Linked DNA regions of Mus musculus: region 2 is linked to region 1. The links are chromatin contacts, called in public promoter capture Hi-C maps. All regions are on one chromosome and are shown on one strand. The core of a region is the stretch at or near the end of the contact, and the rest is flanking DNA. Distances in the headings are between cores, read along the strand shown.

Region 1 (6,350 bases), core at 1,541-4,040:
GTGTGTGGAGTCCAGAGTTCGAACTTGGGTGTCATTCCTCAGGTGACAACCATCTTGTTTTTTGAGACAGGGTCTCTCATTGGTGTGAGCTCACCTGGCATCTGCTTTCTCTGCCTCTCCTGCTGCTATTACAAGCATGTGCCACCATATCTCACTTTTTAATGTGAATTCTGTGAAGGGAAGTCAGGTTCTTATGCTTGGACAGCAAATGCTTTACTGAGTCTTTCACTAATGTGTTTACCTGTGCCTGGTGTGAACACTCCCCTGCTGACCTGTGCCTGGTGTGAACACTCCCCTGCTGACCTGTGCCTGGTATGAATGCTCCCCTCCTGACCTGTGCCTGATGTGAGCACTCCCCTGTTGACCTGTGCCTGGTGTGAACACTCCTCTGCTAGCCTGTGCCTGGTGTGACTGCTCCCTTCCTGACTTGTGCCTGGTGTGAACACTCCCCTGCTGATCTGTGCCGGGTTTGATTGCTCCCCTCCTGACCTGTGCCTGATGTGAGCACTCCCCTGCTGACCTGTGCCTGGTGTGAACATTCCTCTGCTAGCCTGTGCCTGGTGTGACTGCTCCCTTCCTGACTTGTCCCTGGTGTGAACACTCCCCTGCTGACCAGTGCCAGGTGTGATTGCTCCCCTCCTGACCTGTGCCTGGTGGGAACACGCCCCTGCTGTCCTGTGCCTGGTGTGAACACTCCTCTCCTAGCCTGTGCCTGGTGTGACTGCTCCCCTCCTGACCTGTGCCTGATGTGAGCACTCCCCTGCTGACCTGTGCCAGGTTTGATTGCTCTCCTCCTGACCTGTGCCTGGTGTGAGCACTCCCCTGCTGACCTGTGCCAGGTTTGACTGCTCCCTTCCTGACCTGTGCCTGGTGTGAGCACTCCCCTGCTGACCTGTGCCAGGTTTGATTGCTCCCCTCCTGACCTGTGCCTGGTGTGCACACTCCCCTGCTGACCAGTGCCAGGTTTGATTGCTCCCCTCCTGACCTGTGCCTGGTGTGAACACTCCCCTGCTGACCTGTGCCTGGTGTGAGCACTCCCCTGCTGACCTGTGCCTTTAGTTAGCATCAGCCCATTCATTCCTCTCCTTGGCTGGCTTGTGAGAACCATGCCAGAGCTATTTGATGACTCCCGTGAGTTTTCCTGGACTTCTTTTCAATGTGAGAGTGCCATTGCCTAGAGAAGTAATTAGGAAGGGGTGCTTTTCAGCATCCCCTTTTGTCTGGTCTCTGCACATGTGAGACTTGGGCATCCATGTATACAGCATTTAGCCCAGCATGTAATGGTGCAGAGAACCCACATAAGACTGTTCTTTGTTAAAAAAAAAAAAAAGGAAGTTCCTGATAAAATACTTAACTGTTTTTAAAGCCTTTATAGTTTGTTAGGGGAGGGCTAAAATCTTCCTGATAGCACCGGTTTGAGAACATCTGCTGCTTTACAGTTTGTACAGAAACTCTGCTTGATCCTTCCCCAGCACCAGAGCTCTGACTGGTGCCAAGGAGACTGTAGGCACGCCTGACCCTGAGCACCACCAATGGTATTTACACAGCTGTGTAATACGCTGTGACTTTTGGGTCTCAGAACTAGCCTGTACTGAAGGGGCTTATTTCACAAATGGAGACCTGCACGTGAGAGAGAAAGAGCAAGGTGAAGTGTATCTAGCTCCCCAGGCAGAACACACAGGGCTCCACATGGATGCACACGGATCCTTCCAATGGCACCACTTTCCTAGCGCACTAAGCCTGGTAAAGTGTGCTTTGGGGGCAGCTCTAGCCTCATGATGCCCACAAAGGACTCCAGTGTTGCCTATGGGGACTACTTTTCTGTTCCCGAGAATGCTGGTTACCAGGTCCTCTCTGTCTCAAATAATATTTGAGGGTCAATAATAGCTAGCATTTATGGTATGCATACTACATCCTGCCGTGCACCTAGAGTTTAAATTATTTTTACAATTCTGTACCATCCAGTCACAGACAAGGAAACAGCCATTAGAGAGATTAAGCAACTAGTCTCTACAGAATTAAGGATTCAGAACACGAACCAGATTCTAACTTGAAAGTCAGTCTTTTTCAGGATAGTGGTACTTCCTGCCCGTTCAACAAAGGAGAATGTGTGTGGCATAGTGGTACATGGCTTTAATCCCAGCACTTGATGGGTAGGGGCTAGAAGATATCTGTGAGTTCTAGGCCAGCCGGGGCTCCTTTGTGAGACCCTGTCTCAAAAACAGACAGACAGACAGACAGACAGACATGATGGGTGGATGACTGACAGACAGACAGGTAGGCAGGCAGACAGAGATGACAGATGGATGACAGACAGACAGACAGTCAGGCAGGCAGGCAGACAGACAGACAGGGAACAGAGGATGCGATCTCTTTCCAGTTTTTCTTATAGTTCTTGTCACTGGCCCCGAATAAGCAGACACGCCCCATGCCCCCCCTTCCCCATCTGTTTAGCTCTTCCATCTCACTCTGGAAGAGCTCACATTTGTACCCTGGCCTGTTATTGTCATGCCAGTTGGAAGTTCATAGGTCTGATGCCAAGAGGTCGGTCCCATTTCCCTCTGGTTCTACAGCCTTAGAAGATTAGAAAGAAAAAGCCTAAAATAGCAAGACTGCTCAATTGGAAAATTTCCAGTTTCCCAATTGGCAATTGCTCAATCGTTAACAAGCTCCCGGATCACCACAACCTTGGGACTCCAGACTCTCTGTCACAGTCCGCGAGTACTTACCAGGTCACCAGGTAGTTCTCTGCACCTGCACCGTGTGGCTCCAGAGCTCCTCCTGCTTACTGTGAGCTCTGGTGTGAGGGTGGATTAAGTACCGGCTCTGTTTGAAATGTGAACCAGCAGGAAGTTCTCAACATGCCTTGGGAAGATTTTACTTTTGTCCCCAATACAAATGGAAACTGGGGCCTAAGGGGAAGTCCTGGGCTTTCATTCTTCTTGTGGCTTGGCACAGCATTACACCTGATGTTCCAGGTAACTGGTTTAAAAAAAAAAAAAAAAGCAAATAAAATTTAAAAATTCCTGCAAGACTTTGGACCATAGGAACAATGACTCTTATTGAGGACAATGCTAACCTAGCCTTGACCTTCTGCAGTGACTACCACTGAAACAATTCTCTGCTTCCCACCCAGCCATATCTCACCAACACATCTTCCTTAGGAAGAATTGCTTTGTACCCAACTAGGAAACAAAAGCCCGGCTTCTCTAATACATTCATTCCTTCGAGTAGCTTCCAGGAATATTGGCAAATTCATTCATGATGGAGCAGTTTCTTTGGTGGAGGGAGGGACTAGGCATGCTGTCCAGCACATGGCCCCTTCAAAGCAAGAAACATACACAAACAGTTGCCATTTGACCAGTGCAGTAGTATTGGCCAGCTAAGGGGTTTGCGTGTATTTTTAAACTCATATTATAGGTAGACGAGATGGCAGAGTGCTAATGAGTTACATCACTGTTACATTGTTACATCTTGTTACCTCTAGAAACAAAAGGACATAGTCTTTTACCTTTGTTCCTAGTGCTGAGGTAGCTCAGCTTCTATCAGCTTTGCCACATATTCATTAACATTGTAGTCTTTCAGACTTTGATATCATTAGTCATCAGCATAATAGGATGGATAATTCTCTGTCTCTCTCTGTCTCTGTCTCTATCTATCTCTCTGTCTCTGTCTCTCTCTTCTTTCTTTTTTCTTTGAAACAAAGTCTCTTTGTTTCTGAGGTTAGCCTAGAACTTATTTGGTAGACAAGGCTGGTCTTGAACTCACAGCGTTCCCGGTCTCAGCCTACTGAGTCCTGGGATTACAGGAGTGTGCCACTATGCCCACCTTTGGATGGATAATCCTGACTTTACAGAACCTTCCCTAAAGCATAAGGCTCCCCATGAAAAGCGGAGTACACAGTACTGGTTAGCCTTTGGCAAGGGCTCTTCCTCCATTGTTTACTTCTGCACCACACAGAGGAGGCAGGCCTTGTTGGTTCTCCTTTTGGCAACTCTTCTGGGCTCCAGTCATGCAGAATCAATTTGTCCCCCTGCTGCACAGAACTTGCTTTGTTTGTTTTAGGAGAAACCATTTCTTGAAATATATTTCCTGATATACAGTCAATACCTTAGACCTGGAAACTCTCTGTGGCTTCACAGCCGGTCTTTGTGCAGATGTTACTAGTTAGTGTCTTAAGTAGTTCTTCAACAGCTGTGCTGGTCTCCACTGTGAACTGCAGAGCTATGGATAGCCTGTCACTGTGGTAACAATTCCTAACCAACAGAGGAAGAGGAAATTACTTTATGATTTTTATTCCTTTAAAACAATAAAACAGATGACAGACCCATGATCTTTCCATCTTCTGTCTGTCTGCTTGTCCATCTACCTATCCCACCATGTTCCCACATTTGTTCTTATTCTCCAGTAATAGTATTTTTTTTCTGGGAAGTTGCTTAGTATATCCCATAAGTACCTAAGAAAAGCTACTTGTACTATAGATGCAATGTAGAAAATGAAAATGAAATCTGCCTCTGGCATCAAATACTAACCTTGTGAGATAGCCGGAAACATGCCAGAAGACAGAAGTGTGGTGTTTTTCCTTATTAATCATTACCAACAACACAGGCAAGGCTGCCAGTCAAATACCTTTGCAAGTAAGCAGCGTCTTTGAAATTTCAGACAACTAATCTGCTAAATGCACGACAGACAGGCCTCTGTCACAAAATTACTCTTCCTGTTCCTCCTTCACCAAAACAGAGCTCAGCAGCATGTACTAAATGGAAATATCTAGTGTTTACGGGGAGGGATTTAATTCACCCAGAATATCATTTAGTCCTAACCCTCTTAATTTCAAAAAGAGGGAACTGTAATTTAGAGAAGAAATAGTTTGCTAAAGGCCACACAGCCAGTGACAGAAATGAAACTCCAGCCTATGGTGACCTTATGGCTGGCATGTGCTCTTCTGTAGCCCGAAATCTGTGAGATCTATGTTGGGACCAGTTTCTCTCAGCTTTTGACCTGCTCTGCTACCGACTGGTAAGGCTAACCAGGCAGGTTGCCAGATCTGTGGTTCTCATGGTCCCGTTTCTGTCCTGGTTCAAAGCACTCCCAGTACCCATTCAGGCCACAGTGTGATTCTGCCCTTGATCCAAAGCCAAGGGCTCACCAGTATGCAAGCTGACAAGACACGTGTATGCTCAATGTCCCTGCGGAGAAAACATCCCTGTTGATGCCACCAATAAGTAGTGACATCAACCACACTGTGGGCCATCTTTACTGCGTCTCTATTCTATACCAGATAACTAAAAGAGGTAAGATGAGAAAAGGCTTTACACACCGTGTCCTAGAGATAGTGTAAAAATGAAACCAGTGCAAAATTCATCTGTCCCATTTGGTGATGTCCTAATGTGAAGACAACTGGCAAGATGAAGTGCTTTTATGACCTTATGAGTCTCGTGACCAAACTGATGGGCATTATGAGTTGTACTGTTTCTACCTGCACATTTATGAGAAAAATCAGAGTGGCCTATACCTTATTTGTCAGACATCATGCTGAATGTCTGAGCAAAGCAGTCAAGAGTCACTTGGTGATATTCTAACACTGGCTTTGTAGCTCTGATTGTTTAGGTCAGAGCTGTCTGCCATTGTAACATGTTTTCACAAAACAGCATACAAGTCCCAGGGAAGGGATGTGTGGGAAATGAGTATCCCTGCAAGTCCTTTCTACATCAGGAAGGAACAGTTTTCCTACAATATTGGAGGAAGATTTCCTGTTACATCTGATTGGGCTGGTCATGTCACCTTAAGGCCAGTCTCTGAACCAAGAGGAAATGGAATCTCATTGGCTTAGACCTAGCCTGGTTCTTTCTACTGTCATCTGAATAAAGTCAGGTCTCAGCCAGAAAGGTGGGGAATAGTCACTGTGCATTCCCAGCCTCCCTCTAGGAAGGACCACAGAAGCAAAGCCTTTTCTCACCTTGATCTCTGCACTCTGGCCACCATGGTCTTCACACTATGATGGTCTTCTCTCTACAAATCCACAGTGTCCCCACTCTCTAGCTTACTCTTCCTAAACATCTCCCCTGACCAGCCCATCTTCCAGGTCCCACTTGAACCACACTTCCCAGGGACCTCTTATCTCTCAGTCAGAGGCAGGGTCTCAGGACACCATCTGATCCTATGCAAACTTGGGAGCACATTTCACTCTTACCATTTTACCTGTGTTTGTCTAATCATTTAATCGACGACTATTTCATCCTCCACGAGACCCTACACTCCACTGAGATTGAACCGACCACCCCACAGCAAACTGTGGTGCCTCCCACACTCTGTAATGCTATGCTTGTTGGATGCCAGTCACTGTGTTA
Region 2 (6,350 bases), core at 1,854-4,353, 500 kb before region 1:
GTGTCTCTTCACAGCAATGAAACCCTAACTGAGACACTGGCTATGAGGGGGAATTTTAGAATGGTTTGATGGAACTAGGAAGGTCCACCCTGAATGTGGGCAGTGCCAACCCGAGGGCCGGGGGCGGGGACTGGAAGAAAGTGAGCTGAGTACCAACATGTGTCTCTCTCTGCTCCTTGCTGTGGATGTAAAGTGACCGATGATGCCTCAGGTTCCTCTTGCCCTGAGACTGTTCTCTATACCGTGAGCCAAGAGAACCCCTGTAAGTTGCTTTTGTGTGACACTTTGTCACAGTCACAAAAGGGCTAACTAACTCAGTGGGGGAGGGGCTTCCCAGAGGATGGCTCATGACTGGTGTAGACGTTTCTCTGTGGTAGTGCTAGGGATTGAACCCGGGACTTGTGCATACTTCCCTTCCCTTTCCTCCTCCTCCCAACCTCCATTTGCTTGTGGAGCTAAGATCAAACCCAGAGCCCTTGCTCCTCCTGGGAATGGAAGCTGGGGAAGAGGAGATAGCCGCGCACTTCCACTGCACACAGTCATGGCTTATTCGTTTCAGATCAGCGACGTTTGCAGTGTTATGCCTGCTCTTTAGTCAGGGAAGCATTGTTGGAGGCAGAGATGACAGGAGGATGTGAGGAGAGGACAGAAGAGGACCGGGTGGCCGCCTAAGTTCCAGCTTGGTGTCAACTCTGATTCTTGCCTGTTCTGGGGTCAGTTTAGGATGTAAAGATTTACTGCATGCGTGTGTGTGTGTGTGTGTGTGTGTGTGTGTGTGTATGTGTGTGTGTACCGTGTGCATGCCTAGTGCTCACAGAGCCAGAAGAGGACGCTAGATCCCTTGGAACTAGAGTTATAAACTATAGTTGTGAACTATCATGTGGGCACTGGGAACCACACCCAGGTCCTCTGCAAAAAGTAGCTCTAACCGCAGTGCAACCTCTCCACCCAACTTCCCACCCCCACTTTTAGTTTTAACCCATTGAAACCTGTCCTGAGCCACAGGAAGCTTCGAAAATATTTGTCTATCCTCTGAACTGCGAGTTTCTGGGAAGGGGGCTTTCAGGGAGGGCTTAACCCCAAATCTTCCCACACTGTCCTTACTGCCCTCTGCCAGGATGGTTTGGTAGTCCTGCAGTATCAAATGGGGGCCATCACCAGTCAGCTTTTGAAAGCTGCTCTATTGAAATTATAATGCACATGTGTGTGTGTTTAAAGCAGTGTTGGGAGGGGGCTGGAGGATGAGATGGCTCAGTGGAGAACCAGGGTTCAGCTCCAAGCCCCTGTGTGAGGCAGCTCACAACCATCCAAAACTCAGCTCTAGAGGCTCCACACCTTTTCTTATACACACACACACTCACACACACATACACACTCACACATATACACACACACACTCACACACACACTCACACACATACACACACACACTCACACACATACACACACACTCACACACACACACACACACATTATATATATATATATATACATAAAAATGATAAATACATTAAAGGACTGTAGGGAGTTTTTTATATCATTGTACAGATGGAATTAGGATTTTTACCCCACAGCCCATGTGTGGCCTTTGATGTAAGCATCTGTGGGGCCATTTCCACTCCTCAGATCTGTCTTGTGGTGGGCATTTCTCACCAACACTACCTTACAGACATGGAGGTCAAAGCACGGTAGGGGTAAGCCCTTCAAGACCGGGTGCTCAGAAGTTGGGGAGCTGGCTTCCAGGGCACTCCACCATCTGGTGAAGCATGAGAAACACTCCAGGTTCCAATGGCCACCGCAGGTCAGGCCTGACAAAGCCGCTGGGGACCCAGGAAGCCTGTTTCTCTGCCTGGCTTCCTTGGCACCTGAAGGAAGTACTTTTGCTCTGGGGTCTTTGGACGCTGAATGGGAGCTCAGGGAGGGAGATGGAGACCAGTGCCTCCTGTCGGGCTGACTCCATGGCAGGGCAGTTGAGTTTCTGGATCTGACCTTGATTTGGTAGTGGAGTCCTAAGTAGCATGGAACTCAGTGGCTTCAAATTACTTTTGGCTGAATTCTGGGGAGGGGCACTAAGTTAGGATGCTGTTGGCATCTTTTCTGTCTTTTCTTTCCCTCTCTTTGGCGTATGTCCTTCTCTCTAACTCAAGTGAACAGGGGCAAGGTGGACTTTACAGATCAAATAGAAAACACAGTGGCTACTGAGGTTTTCTGTTCTCTGCACGCACCCCGTGTTGAGGAACAGGCGAGGGCAGAAGGAAGGACAGACAGATCGCCTGTAACTCTTCCACCGAGAGATAACAGCTTTTCTGATCATTTTCCAGCTTGGCTTCCACACAATATTCCCCAGACTTTGCTGACACCCAGCCACCGTGCTCTGAGACCGAGGTGTGACTGTTTTGTGTTTTGTCCTGTGGAGGGACACCCAGCCAAACCTCTGTGCCTCCCCTGCCACTCCCCTTCCCCTAGCCCTAACCCTCCCCCACCCCCAAAAATCTCTGAAAGACTCCACTTGTCTGGTGGAGTGCATCTCAGGAATGTCCCCACTGGGGAAGGAACAAAGACCTTCTAGTCCCAAAGCCTCTTGGTCTGGCCTGGCCCTGAAGGTCACAGAGACCTGGAGTGTCCTGCGCTTGCTCTTGTGTGCCCTTGAGTGGCTATAGAGTTTGAGGAGGGAGTGTGGAGCTCTGCTTGGCCTGGTTTCCTCTATACCCTTTAGAAAGTCCTCTCAGGTTGCCATGTTAGGAGGAAAATGACTTGTGTCTTCCCAAGCCACCAGCTACCAGGGCAGGCCCCTGCCTGCTCATTCCAGGCAAGGACTGGAATTATGGCCAGAGACTGGAAAGTCTTTGCCTGGGCTACTGAAAGAACCCATCTAACTTCGTTTATTAGGAGGAGTGTGTCTGTCTGTCTGTCTGTCTGTCCATCTGTCAGCATGGTGTTCAACAGTTGTTTTCTGACTTTTCCAAAAGACCTGTTTTGGCATGGTGGTGGACGCCAACCCTGAACATATGTGGTCCCTGCCCATACAGAGCTTCCAGGGCCTCTCTATTCATGGGGCAAATAGAAAAATAGAGTGAGTCACCAGATAGCCTGTGCTGGCAGGGCTGGGTGACTGGGTATGCTGTAAGGCACTATGGTAGCAGACTCAGAGTTCTTTCTGCCTCTATGTGTTTGGTGTGGTGTCTTCAGTTGTTACCATGAAGGTAACAGTCTCTGCAGAGCCCAGTCTTTGGAGTTGGGCATTCTAGCTGGCTCCTTGGATGGGGTTGGGACTCTGCTCATAAGGGAGGTCTATTCCATTTGAGAGGTCAGCTGTGAGCAACTCCAGTTGTTTCTCCAGTACTGGGAGCCAGCAGCAAGCATCTGTCTTGTGTCCTCCTCCCCCATGCTCGCTCAGCTAATCCGGGAACTCCAAGGGTGAGCCATAAGGAAAGTGTTTTCAGTGATGAGACCCAAAAGATAGGTGAGAAAAAACAGAGCTTGCAAAAAACGATGGTCATGTGACTCTAGAAGGTCAGCCCAGTGGAGAACAGAGCATTCACTGCTAGTAAAACCCTTCGCCCCTCAGCCTCTTCTTGGAGCCTGAGATAATGAATGACTTCTAGGATATTTACACTGGAGAAAGCTATTTACACTCTGACCCAGTCCCCTTGGGTCCAAGTCCGCTGAGAGGCCCTCTGTGAAACCTTGGGGGTGCTCATCCGCAGGATTAAGCTTCCACTTGCCCAGCAGGATAGAGAGCTGAGCCGGGCAGTATGTAAATAGAGAAATATCTTTATTCCTTGTCTTACTACATCCTTCTGTAATATTTTCCTTTTTCCAAAAGGAAGAAGAAAAATATTTCCAAGTGCATCTGAGTTCATGTAACAAGTGTGGATCTACAAAGTTCCATATGTAAATCAGAATTGACTTGCGCAGTTTGAAAGGGTTGTGCATAAATATTTTTATGAAGTAAAAAGGCTGCTCGCAAAAGCAGATTGTTTATCTTTTAGTGAACTCATTTATTCTGTCATATGGTCCCACAGGAACCTTAGACTCACCTGGGAAACATTTAAAGTTTCTCGAAGCCCCAAGCCACCACGTGAGTGCATCTCTAGAGGTGAGCCCTGGCATAAGGAGGGTTCAAAGTCCCTAGGGCACATGTCCTCTGCCTTTGATGTGAATGCTTCAGAGTCACAAAATGTAACTGTGCTTAAGGCAGGGAACTCACTGAATATCAACAGTGAGGTGTCTTTGAGGCAACTCACTGGTATGAAGATCTAGAAACCTCCTGGTTTGTATAGCAGACAAGCCTTAAAAGTTGCCTGACATCCATGAAACGGAACACTACACAGCAAGGAGAAGAAGGGCCAGACTTCTCAGCTTCCCTTGACTGAAGAGCAGCCTTCCTCTTTGGAGGAAATCTGCATTCGTTACCGAGTGTGCAGCTCTGCGAGGGATGGACACAGAGCCAACCAGGTCTCCACATCAACTCTGAGTACCACACAGCACAGCCACATCTCCAGTGTGTCCTTGTGAATCATGGATGTTGCTTGTTAAGTTGAAGGAATTGAGCTCTGAAGGTCAAGCAGTTCCCATGCTCTGGGCATAGAGGAAGGTTTCCCTCTGAGACTCATTCTTGAGTGGTGGCTGTGTGCTGTATGTATGTTGACTGTGCTAGTGGCCGCTGCTGCAAAGTTTGTTTGCCAAGCATGGTACAGTAAAATGGAGGGCGAGCTTTATCTCTAGAAACTATCTCTGCTATAATAATAATAATAATAATAATAATAATAATAATAAACAACACCCCCTCACCAGCAATGAATGGATGTACAGAATGCAGTAAGTCCACAGAATGGAATCATGTCTTCCATAAGAAGAAAACAGTATTTATGCCTGCCACAACACACAACCTTGAAGCCATAATGCTATGTGGAAGAAGGCAGACAGGAGGCCACATGTTATCTGATCCCATTCATACACTATATCCAGGACAGGCCAACCACAGAACTGGAAGGGTTTAGTATCGGGCTGGGGGAAGGAGGGAGAGAGAAATGACTGCAGAGTGGGATTCCACTGGGGATATTACAGTAAACATTGCGGAACTAGATAGCGATAGTTGTATAACAACATTGTATACTTCACGCCAGAGGTTTGTAAACTGTGAAACTGTCAAGATGGGGCATGTGTGTGTGTGTGTGTGTGTGTGTGTACACTATAGGAAAGAAAATGTGTATGTGTGTATGTATGTGTGTGTATGTATGTGAATGTCTGTGTATATGTATATACTATATGGAAGAAAGTGTGGATGTGTGTGTATATGTGCATGTATGTGTGTGTGTATGTACATGTGTGTGTGTACATTATATGAAAGAAAGTGTGTGTGTGTGTCTGTGTGTGTGTCTACACTATATGGAAGAAAGTGTGTGTGTGTGTGTGTGTGTTTACACTATATGGAAGAAAGAAAGGAGTCCCACTTCCTGTTAATGGGCACACAGTAGGTTCATTCCTGGCACTTTTGAAAACAGACCTCAGTTTCTCTTCTCAAGTGAGTGAAGGGGTATTTTCTCTGGGGGCCCATCCTGTGAACCTGAGGGTTCTTTTCTCACAGTACGTATCTGCAGCTCCACAGTCACCTCTGTGTGACACTGTAGCTTCTCAGGGAATCCTTCCCAGCATCCCTGACTCCCCTGGCCCCAGCAATTACATTCTCAAGGATGCTGCACCTGGTGGCTTGGTCTCCGGCGTCTTCTGGGAGTCAGGAAGAGAATGCACGCACATCTTTCTGGAATATAGTTTTTATAAAGAACAGGTCTGCTTAGTCTGGTGTTTGAAAGGAAAATCGGACTGAATCATGGCTCTTCGGCTAATGCAGCTGTATAAATAAAAGCAGGCCTGAGACCATAGGAGACCGTGAATCTCAGCCGGCATGGTGTGCTGGCGACATTTTCAGTTCGGGACCTAGTGACTGCCCAGGCTGAGGACAGCTGGGGGTGGGGAGGTTTTGAGGAGGAGGGTGATGAATCGGGCAGTTGCACGGTCTAGCTCTGCGTGGGCCTTGAAGTCCCAAACAAGAACCTTATTGATGGCTTACCACCCCGAGCAGACAACCCTGAACTTTAACAGAGCCAAGATGGAAAAGCCCACACAAGGGCCTACAGTTTCCAGAATGAACTATCTTCTTATTTCCCCTTCATCCACCAAAGGACAAGGAAGAAATCTAAATGAAAACGTGGGGGACGCTGGGGGCGAAGGGAAATGTGATGAGCAGGGTCCCCGAGCCTCAATGGATCAGCCACATTCCTCTGAGGGCTGGCCTGCCCTTCTGAGCCCTGGGGGTTGAAGAATGTCACTGGGGTTGGCGCAATTTG

Evidence for each region. Promoter capture Hi-C pulls out the DNA fragments that hold promoters and counts their contacts.
Region 2: a promoter capture Hi-C map of the C10 cell line shows a contact between it and region 1. The contact joins the enhancer-like site here to the promoter of Plekhs1 in region 1. A contact is called at or near these places in 4 of 39 promoter capture datasets (the C10 cell line, cranial neural crest, liver and 1 more) and 1 of 115 datasets of contacts at active chromatin or transcription factors (pancreatic cancer cells).

The regions. Positions count from the first base shown.
Region 1 is chr19:56,458,077-56,464,426 of GRCm38.p6, reverse strand. It overlaps Plekhs1 (pleckstrin homology domain containing, family S member 1), which reads right to left and starts at 2,790. Exons shown (of 13, transcript NM_001164263.1): 1 at 2,730-2,790.
Region 2 is chr19:56,955,969-56,962,318 of GRCm38.p6, reverse strand. All of the region lies in intron 1 of Afap1l2 (actin filament associated protein 1-like 2), which reads left to right. Among named protein-coding and RNA genes, the nearest start is that of Gm38597, 19 kb to the left of the region's middle. Within about 2 kb of position 3,103, at least 27 of the 459 cell types and tissues checked have an H3K27ac peak or open chromatin away from gene starts, as enhancers often do.